Linked DNA regions of Mus musculus: region 2 is linked to region 1. The links are chromatin contacts, called in public promoter capture Hi-C maps. All regions are on one chromosome and are shown on one strand. The core of a region is the stretch at or near the end of the contact, and the rest is flanking DNA. Distances in the headings are between cores, read along the strand shown.

Evidence for each region. Promoter capture Hi-C pulls out the DNA fragments that hold promoters and counts their contacts.
Region 2: a promoter capture Hi-C map of erythroid cells shows a contact between it and region 1, with 12 times the contacts expected there. The contact joins the promoter of Trim10 here to the promoter of Ppp1r10 in region 1. A contact is called at or near these places in 2 of 39 promoter capture datasets (erythroid cells and hippocampal neurons) and 1 of 115 datasets of contacts at active chromatin or transcription factors (pancreatic cancer cells).

Annotation. Positions count from the first base shown.
Region 1 is chr17:35,915,253-35,920,155 of GRCm38.p6, reverse strand. Ppp1r10 (protein phosphatase 1, regulatory subunit 10) reads right to left here and starts at 2,960. Exons shown (of 19, transcript NM_001163818.1): 1 at 2,440-2,960. It overlaps Mrps18b (mitochondrial ribosomal protein S18B), which reads left to right and starts at 3,716. Exons shown (of 7, transcript NM_025878.2): 1 at 3,716-3,864. The coding sequence starts at 3,793. Mir1894 (microRNA 1894) reads right to left here and starts at 2,267; the gene lies at 2,187-2,267.
Region 2 is chr17:36,868,162-36,873,100 of GRCm38.p6, reverse strand. It overlaps Trim10 (tripartite motif-containing 10), which reads right to left and starts at 3,527. Exons shown (of 7, transcript NM_011280.2): 1 at 2,794-3,527; 2 at 1,333-1,428; 3 at 532-762. The coding sequence starts at 3,222.

The sequences.
Region 1 (4,903 bases), core at 1,711-4,210:
CACCCAGCAGAAAATGAGCCCTGCTGTACCCAAGTCACGGTAGGACAGCAGGACAAAAGGCTTATAAACTCTGTCTAGAAACTCCACCCAGGACTTAAAATAAAAAATGAAAAGTATATGAAGAAACTGTCAAAGACTTGACTTTGAAAAAGCTGGGGAAAGAGATAAAGAACCAGACACCCAATACTGCCCTGGAGGGCGTGGCTCGCAACATGCACGGCAGCCCCAGCACTCAGCAGGGAGGAAAAGAGGACATTCCTTTCCTCGATGCTTTAACAGAATTTCTTTTTAGGAAGGAAGGAAAAAAGAAATTCGAAAAGGTGGCTCTTTGGGAAAAAGAAAGGTTGTGAAATGTAATACCAGAAATGTTTTGCTTACCAGAAACCGTAGCTTGACTCCCCCTGCCTCGAGTTTAAACTGCAGCCTCCTTTCCTAAAGATTCACTTCTCATCCTAGTGCCAACATACAGGAACTAAGCAACTGCAGGTGATGGCACTGAGCACAAAGAGTTTATCCCCAAACTGAGAGGTGAGAATAAGGATGGTTTACAAGAAAGTCCTACCAGTACCCACCCTTTCCCCAGACTGTTACAAAGCAACCAATACCCAGGTAGTGTAAGGACCCTTCCTGAACAGCATGGCACACTGCAGTTCCCTCAGGCCCTGCGTCTTGCCCAAGTCTCTCTAAAGCAGTCGGGGTTGAGCTTTTTTCCACCCCTGTCCACTGAAGCACGGAATAGGTCCAAGCAGTTGTGATGAGTGGAAGGTGAAACCAAGGCAATGGGCTGACTTTTAACACAAAACCTAGAGCTACATACACAAGGACCTGGACAGCCTCCATCCCTAGTGCTCATTAAGCTTTTATCCCTGGAAGATTTATCATATAAGATAAAAGAAACAAGAAAAAAAAAAAAAAAAAAAAAAACCCAAAACGTATTCTCCCCAACAGCAATCTGCAAAGGGAGAGAAGACAGCTGCTTGGGGGCGGAGTCTTCAGAGGAAGCAAGCTGATTACATCACCTTTCACGGTGGCTCCACCCCCTTGACCAAGCGTCTAGGGAAGCCCTAAGCTGACTGGCAAAGGAGAAAAACAAAGGAGAGGGACGCCATTTTGTTATGGAGAAGATTCAAAATTTAAAAGGCCGGGCAGATCTGCCGGTAGCTTTACTTAACACTGTAAGGCACTAAGTTAAAAAAACAAAAACAAAAAACAAACAGAAGCCATCCCTCTGACCACCACCCTCAACTTGACCTATCTTAAATCAGTTTAAGAGCCTATTACTGAAAATAAAATCAATTAATATACAATTTTCTGCGGGATAAGAATCTGAATTTGCAACTAAAATTCAACTTACTACCGCCGACCATCCCAATCCTCCCTACAAAAGCCAAGTGGTAGGACTTGGACCCCTCAACAAATAGGACCGAGGGGGGAGGACAGGAGAAAAATGGGTCAAGACACAACCTGCAACGCCGCTTGCAAGACAAAAGGACAAGCAAGGAAAAGTCGCCATATTTGAAGCAGGGAGGAAAAAAAAAATCTTTTAACGACACAATCTTCTAGAAAGATAGCATTCAAATGCACTAATGGCTTTTAAAATTATACTCCTGAGTTCCACATTTCCCAACCTTTCCACCCTCTTAGCTGTATCCACCACCCACTAAAAAAGTATCAAGTTAAAATGTTAATCACTTTTGCCTTTAAATAACCTATGCAAGCTGAAACAATCACAAGACATTCTTTACCTCCCCAAATGTTATTGTATGTACTTGTTACTATGATTTTTGCCCTAAATTTAAGTGTCTTGCAATCTTTATTCCTAGATTGCCACCTATTTTAACCACACAATATATCCCAAGCAAATTACATTAAAATAGAGAGGATTTAACAGTCACTTTAAAGACATAGCCAGCTAATATTTCTCTGCCCATCTCCTTACCCTGCAATCTTTATGTACAGATTGCTTATTAATCTGGCAAATTGAAAGGCGTTCTGCTTGTCTCACACACAAAGAAGTGGGACTTCTGGGCCACAAGATCCACCATCTTTTGTATGTGAGCTCATTAACCCTTTTGAAGACTGCTAACCAGAGGAAGGTAACCATTCCTCCTTATTATCGCAAAGGCTTATGCTCTGGCAGTCTGGAAATCTGCTGGATTATCAAGGGTTAACCGTCAAAATCCTCACTGGCTGGCCCTCCCTTCACCCTCTCCCTTGCCTGCTCCACAGCAGGGAAGAGGCAGGTGGTAGGGGAGAGAGAACAAAGACTGTTTAGACCCACAGGACCTTTAATGGAGATTTAAGAGACCCGATTGGTCCTTCTCTCCAGTACTCTACATTTGTTCTATGGTCTCATTTCTTCCTCTCATTATTTTTGGTTTCACAACGGGAAACGTTGATTTCTTGTTCAAGGCTGGTTTTTGAAAATTCGACACTTACTATCCAATTTTTTTGCGACGTCAGCACCTCGGGCTCAGGGGGGAGGGGTAAAATTTTGGAGGAAAAAAAATAAAGCAACCAACCAGGACCCAAACTCAGTTACTTGTGGGGCCTCATTGGATCAAAAAGTCTCTTTTAAAAAAAGTAAAGACCAACTCAGTTTTCATTTCCCCCCCGCCCAACTCCATTTAGGGAGAGGGGGTCGTTGAAAAAAAAAGTCTGAGTGGATTCCAAAACGGAAATGCTGGATGAGTGAGATTGGGTAGGTTTGGGCAGGGAAGGTGGTTGATTATTTTTGAAGTTATGTGGTGACGGTCCTTCGGCCACAGATCTCAAGTCCCAAGCAGCGTGGGCTGGTGGGGTGGGCAAGATAGGTGGGGAGGGGCAGAAGACACGAGTGGTTGGGCTGGTGGCTGATTTCCCTTTCCCCCCTCTCAGGATCCTTTCAAGGGTTTAGATGTTGCTGAGGCTTGTTTGTTTTCCTGATGGCCGGCCTGTCTTTCTCCGAGAAAATTCAACCTGGGGTAAAAGGAACACAAAAGGAGGAAGGTGTAATCAGTACGGGTCGCCTTTAAACGTTTCAAAGTTGTCGCAGGACGCAGCCGCATTAGGGAAAAACGTGGCTGCCCATTAAATCCGAAACCACCCCGTTCCCCCGGCCCGCTCTCGGCAAAACGTTACCCTCCAAAGCGACGGAGCACCCAAACTTACCTCTAAACGAACCCCAGAATGGCGGCCGCCCGCTCGGGCGGAGTCTTTTATACCCGGCCACCGCCCAACGCACCCTAACGTGATGGAGAACCGCCCTCGCCGGGACACATTGTGCGCGAGGCGAACTCTGATTGGCCAGCGTGCGAGCCGGGTCGCCCGCGGATTGGACGTCCCTCCTCCACCTTCCCGAAGCCCCCTTCCCTCGGTTCCCCTCTTCCGTCTCCTTGCTATCACCTCTACGCCAGCGCGTGATCGCCGCGTCCGGCACCTCCCTTTCCTCTGCCTCCACCACTTCCGCTCCGGCGACCCGGGGTCGCCCTCGGTTGGCCGAAACGGCCCGACGCATGCGCACTGGGAGCACCCTGGTTAAAATCGCAATCAAATCTGCTTTCATGTTAGACACTAACCATGGAATCTAGGATTCATCGTGACTGGTCCGGGAGAAATGCAATTTTGAAGGCTGGTTCGATTGTGACGCAGTTTAAATTCGCGTCTGTGGACCCCGCCCCTTGACGCTTCCGCCCTTAGACATGTGAGCAGCCGCCTTCCGCATTGCGGGGCGTGTCCTTGGCCCACCCTAGTGCGTGTCCCGAGCATGCGCAGTCGCTCTTCCGGCAGGCCGTACGTCCGGTGTGCGTCAAGATGGCTGCCCCCTTGCGGCACACGCTTCTAAAGCTGGTTCCTACACTCTTACGAAGTTCCTATGTAGCTCAGGTAAAACGTTGGAGGGGTTTTCTCTACCTCCCCGTGGTGTCTATACTTTCGATCTTCCTTCCATTAGGAGGAGTCAAGGGGCATGGGTTTTCCCACATGTCTACGTGTCAGCCCTGCACCAGCCTCCGTCCCCTACGGCGCGCGATTTCTAACTACCGAGCGTTCGGGTCAGAGCCAGGGTTACGGGTTATCATCGTCGTCTCCCGACTACCATTAGGCAAAAGAACTAAATGGTGGGGTTGCCCCTGTGGAAATGGGCAGTTTGTAACCAGGTCGTTGGTGCCTGAAGTGGCACCCAGGACGTGTTTGGTTTTTTTTTGTTGTTGTTGTTTTTTTTTTAGCAAAGGACCCTATTTTAAGGATTTTCCCCGGTGTTCGGGAGACAGCCCAGGTTGGTCTCATAGGTACTTTCTGAGCTTTCTACCTCTCCCTCCCAGATTATGGAATTAAAAGCAAGTACACTAGTCCTACTCCACCTCGTCACACGTCATTTCCCCATCAGAGCATGCTTGAGATCATTCTGCTCTCTGGATTGAGATTGCCCTTTAGCCTCAGGTACTCACCACCCTGGAGGTTCTCCGCAGGGCAGGGAGGAATAGGAAGGCTTGTCTCGACGCCACTCCCTAAAATGGGACTACAGAGTAGTGACAGAGGTTACCACCGAAGTAATAACAGGCTTGGTGGCTTTAAAGCTAGCGTTAGGACGCAAATTTGTTTTGCTCTGTGGAATGTTGACCTGCAGCATTTTAAGAAACTGATCAGCGCAGCGACTTTGGGGTTTTCTCATCTGTATGAATCATGCCCAGCTCTCCATTATTAATCTTTGTGTTTTCTTTTTATTTATTTATTTTTGGTATTTTGAGACGGGGTTTCTCTGTATAGCCCTGACTGTCCTGGAACTCACTTTGTAGACCAGGCTGGCCTTGAATTCAGAAATCCTCCTGCCTCTGCCTCTCTGCGGAGTGCTGGGACTAAAGGTGTGCGCCACCACGCCCAGCTTTCTTTTCTTTTTTTTTTTTTTTATTAAGAGATTTATTTA
Region 2 (4,939 bases), core at 2,278-4,777, 950 kb before region 1:
GTATTCCCAGCCTTGGACATTAAGACCAGAACCCAGACCTTTGTTTCATGGACAGAGTTGATGATACGACCTACTTCTCCCCAGCTATAGGCAAAAGTGAGCAAGTTCTACACCAAAGTCTCTTATTTCCCAGTACCCAGTGCATCTCCCTAAAGCATGCTCCTGGAACCCCAATAACTCTCCTCCAGTTCAAGGAAGTGGTACAGTCTAGGAAGAACTTCCTGGCCATGGAGGGGAAAGTTTTGCTTTGGAGGCAACACCTGGCACTTGTTTGCACAGTGTGTGATACGTCTCAGGAGCAACTTCCACCTCCTTTTACTGTCATATCCTCATTTCCTCTCCATTCTACGGAGGGCAGGAAGGAGAGACCAACAACAGAGAGCACAGTGACCAGGCAGCTCTTGGGGAAGCACAGATTACAATCCAACCCCCTTTCCCCATGTACCTCCTCCATCTTCAGTGCCTAAACATGTATGTCAAGGAGGTACCAATTAGGCAGTAATTCCAGAGACCCTGGAGGCCAGGCCTCACCGTCAGGAGCCCCCTGGCTGTCCTCTTGTTCTTCTCCTCCAGCTCCTCAATCAGGGTGCTGAACCGGCAGATCTCCCCAGTGGCCAGGGAATCAAACTCTTCCTGCTGCTTCAAGATGTCCCCGTCTAACCCCTCCAGTTGTGCTAAGAGGGCAGTCTGCTGTTGCTGCAGGAACTGGCTCAGATGCGCAAACTGTGAGATCACCTGTTGCCTCTTGGTGGCCACCTGAGTCTGAGAAGGGAAGATGAGAGCCAGGGAGAACATTTTACTCTCCTCACAGCGAGATCTTCTCCCATCTTTTCCCCCTCTTCCTGTGGCATCTCATCTGTCCTTTCTTCCCTTTCCTTATAAATTCCCACTTCCCTCTTGATCTATGCCCACACCTCCCAAGGTTAGGCAGTAAAATCAGAGCCCCCTACTCCTGCCTGCTCCTCAGCCCCCATAAGGATGTGGAGCTATGTTCTTTCAGCTTGTCACTCCATTTCTGGGAGCGACACAGCCCAGCTATTGCCTCCCTATCACTACTGTGGCTTCTAAAAGGGGCTCAGAGTAGACCCCAGAGATGCTGGCCTCGTACACATCACCAGGCTGTTAGAGGCAGGATCGCACTAATTCCTGCACTGATTTGATAAGGAAATGAACCTTAATCTCCATTCTTACAGGTGAGTACGTCAAAGTTAGAGAATCGATGGAAGAAATAATATCAAAGACAGGATTCCGATTCAGAGAGCTCCACGTCTCTGCTCTGTGAGCCTTAGACTCTGGGAGAAGGAGCTGGGCCTGGGGAGGGTGGAGACGTACCAGGAGCACCTGTATTCTTTTGTTTTCTCTTGACTGGGTTTCTTGAATCTCTTCTCTCTCTTTCCTTAGACACACGAGACACTTCTGTATTTGTTCCTGGGTAGAAGGAGCATGAAGTATTAAGATGCAGAAAGTAACTGTAGAGGGATGTCCCTCCCTTCTATGCGTGGAAGCAAAGTGCGCTGGGGATGAGTGTGAACCCCAGCACCTTGAGAGATTCAGGGTCTTCGTTCTTGTTCTCATTTTGAGGCTGGATCTCATGTAGTCCAGGCTTACCTCAAACTCAGGATCTTCTTGCCTCAGTTTTCCCAACAGTAGGATCATAGGTGAGCACCCCCAGACCTGGCCTTGAGTCTTATGACTCTTGCTTTATGTCCTAGAGATTTTGAGCAGGGCTTCCCCCCATTCTCATCTACCATCAAAGGTCATGACTTTGCTTCTCCTTTGAGCCCTTCTCTGCGTTAAACAGCTACCTACTTTTGCATCTGCCAAGTATTACCTATGAGCTCCACATGTTCTTAGCTGGAACTGAAATCATGTCACCCAGAGGAAATACATGCAAACAACGTCTCCCTTTTTACTAGAACCAATAATCTAGAAATGGTACACAAGGTGAGAAGAAATTTAGATGCAAAAATAATTGATGCCCAGTTTTATAAATTGTTCTAGATTAGAGTTAGGAACAAGCAAACACATAAATATCTATGTGTGTATGTGTGTTTAGAAATACATACAGACAAGCTGGGGATGTAGCTCAGTTATTAGAGCGCTTGCTTAGCATGCACAGGACTCCTAACCCTGCATCAAACGAGTGTGGCAGCATATGCCTATAATCCCTTCATCCAGGGGTAGAACTAGAAGAATCAGAAATTCAAGGTCATCCTAGGCTATATAATTAGTCTGAGGCAAGCTGGTCTCACTATGAAAAGATCACTAATAAATTGCTACATCATACATACAAATGCCTGCTCATAACAAAATATGGTATAAAAGCAACTAAAACCAGCAATGCACTCACTTAATGGAAAATAAAAAAGTATATGCCACAAATATTCACCCAACCAGCCCATTCAGTTACACGCTTCAAACAGAACACACTCAGACCATCCCTCCACAAACAAGGCGTTCACTCTTGTACATAAACAAGCACTGTCATTCCCTAAAATCCAAACTTCAAGCACACTTAACTGATACAGGACACACACACACGTTTGATGGTTCATCCGTTCAGAAAGGATTTACTATGGTCCACAAGGAAACAACATAGAACTCTTAATTATAACTCCGTGCTTCTCTGTGCTTCAGTATGTGCCTGGCTGATCAAATAAGGTAAAAAAAATTGGAGTCCGGATGCTCCTTCCAGCCCAGAATCCACACCACCTTTCTACTTCCCTTAGTCCAATCCAGCTCTCTCAAGGGTGCCCCAGAGCCCCTTCCTACCCTGTAGGGATCCTCTCCTACCCTGTAGGGACCTGCTGCGTCCTCCAGGAAGCGCACAGTGTGAGCCCCATGCTGTCCGGTTTCGCGGCATACCACACACAACTGTGCCTCATCCTCCTCGCAAAAGAAGTAGATTTTCTCCCCGTGTTCCGGACAGGCATCCTCCACCTCCAGGCCTCGCGTGGACGCCAGCTGAAGGCGCTCGATGTTCTCCACCACATTGGCCAGCTGCCAGTTGGGCCGGAAGCTCCCTGGGCGGAAGGGCTCTTTGCAGAGCGGGCAGCTGAGGGACTCCTCTGATTCTGGACCTGGGATCTCGCAGTAGCGAGTGAGGCAGCCACGACAGAAGTTGTGGCCACAGTCAATGGTGACTGGCTCCCTCAGGGTGCCTTGGCAGATGGGGCAGTTGACCTCATCTGCCAGGCTAGTCACAGAAGGAGCTGAGGCCATGTCAATCCTACCAGGCCTTCTGACGCTGGAAGTCACCGTCTCTGCTCACCCTCCACACCCACATCAGGCCTGAACACCAACATAGTCACCCACACTGGGACAAGGGACCCAGTTACATCTCTGGCACCAGAGCCCCTTGTCCTGCTCTCCCAGGAGCAGACACACTCCTGCCAACAGCATAGGTGAAGAAATAGAGGAGGAAGGCCCAGGGGCTCAAAGCACCATAAGTTAACTCTCTGGACCAGTTCCCATGGCCTGGAGCTCACTGCAACTTTCTGTCCACCCGAAGCTGCTCACAGTCTCTCAGCAGACCACTGTTGAAAGAGATCTTTTCTTCAGGGGCAGGGAGGAGCTTGACTCACAGCTACTGCCACCCCAGCTCTTAAACATAGCCACCTGTCTCCAGGGAGATTGGAGGTATCAGCCAGTACAAGGCTAGTGGCCAGGGGAGTGTGGGGACTCAGATAAGGCTCTTGAGCTGGGGTGTGCACAGCACAAGGAACTGTGGTGATGCCTCCATGGTCCTATAACAGGCTTTAAAAGAGGGCCGAGAGAAGGGAAAAAAAAAACAAAAACAACAACAACAACAACAACAACAAAAAACGTATGAGGGAGGAAAAATAGAGCCAGCATTATTTATTTATTTATTTATTTATTTATTTATTTATTACCATGACTACATATCTCCCACTGATAGACGGAAGCACTTTAAACAGTTTTTTTTTTTTTTTTTTAATTCCACCTTGGCTCTATCACATCCTGCTGTTTGGACCTCCATTTTGCAAGCTCCTCCAGGTTCCCTCCACTCATCCAAGGGGAACCAACAGAGTGCAGGTGACTGTGATCTATCTGCAAGTCAAAGCTATGTGTCTTCCAGGAGATTCAGTCTACCAGAAACCCAAAGGACAAACAGACATGGTGGCACATGCCTGTGATCTCAGCACCTGTTATCCAGAGATGGGAGAATCAGGAGTCCTCAAGACCAGCCTCTGCTTGTATAGCAGCTCAGAGGCCAGTCTGAGCTACGTGAAATGTGTCTTGAGGAAAAAAACAATCAGTGAAAGTCACATATATGCAATGTAAATGTTTCTGGTTGCCAATATGAGCTGGGCCCCAATGGAACAGAATTATATATAAAGGGACATTATTGGGAAACCGGGTATTTTGAATACTGACAGTAAACTCACTAATAGATTGCTAAAGTTCTTTAAATTATATAGTTTTTATTATTACTGTGTATATGTGTGTATGTGTGTGCATGTGTAGGTGTGTGTGCATGTGTATATATGTGTGTGCATGTGTGCATGTGTAGGTGTGTGTGTGTGTGTGCGCGCGCTTGCGCGCTCGTATTCTGGCATAAATGTAGAAATCAAAGGACAACTTTGTGGAGTGAGTTCTTGCCTTCAACCATGTTGGTCCCAGGGCTAGAACTCAGGTCTTTGGCTTGGCAGCAGTTGCTTTTACCTGATGCGGCATCACACCGGCCCATGTTAAATTTTTTAATGACACCGTGGTTGTGTGGATGAATTCCTCACTCTGAGGAGATATATGTTGTATTTATGGAAGAGAGAGCAGATGGCCCAATACTTACAAAATTCAAAAATGCACAAAGGCATTCATGCCACTATTTCTCCACACTATCAATAAATTTGAATGTTTCTCATAATAAGGGTGAGAAAAATATTATAAGACAAAAAGTAAATATTAGTAGTATATT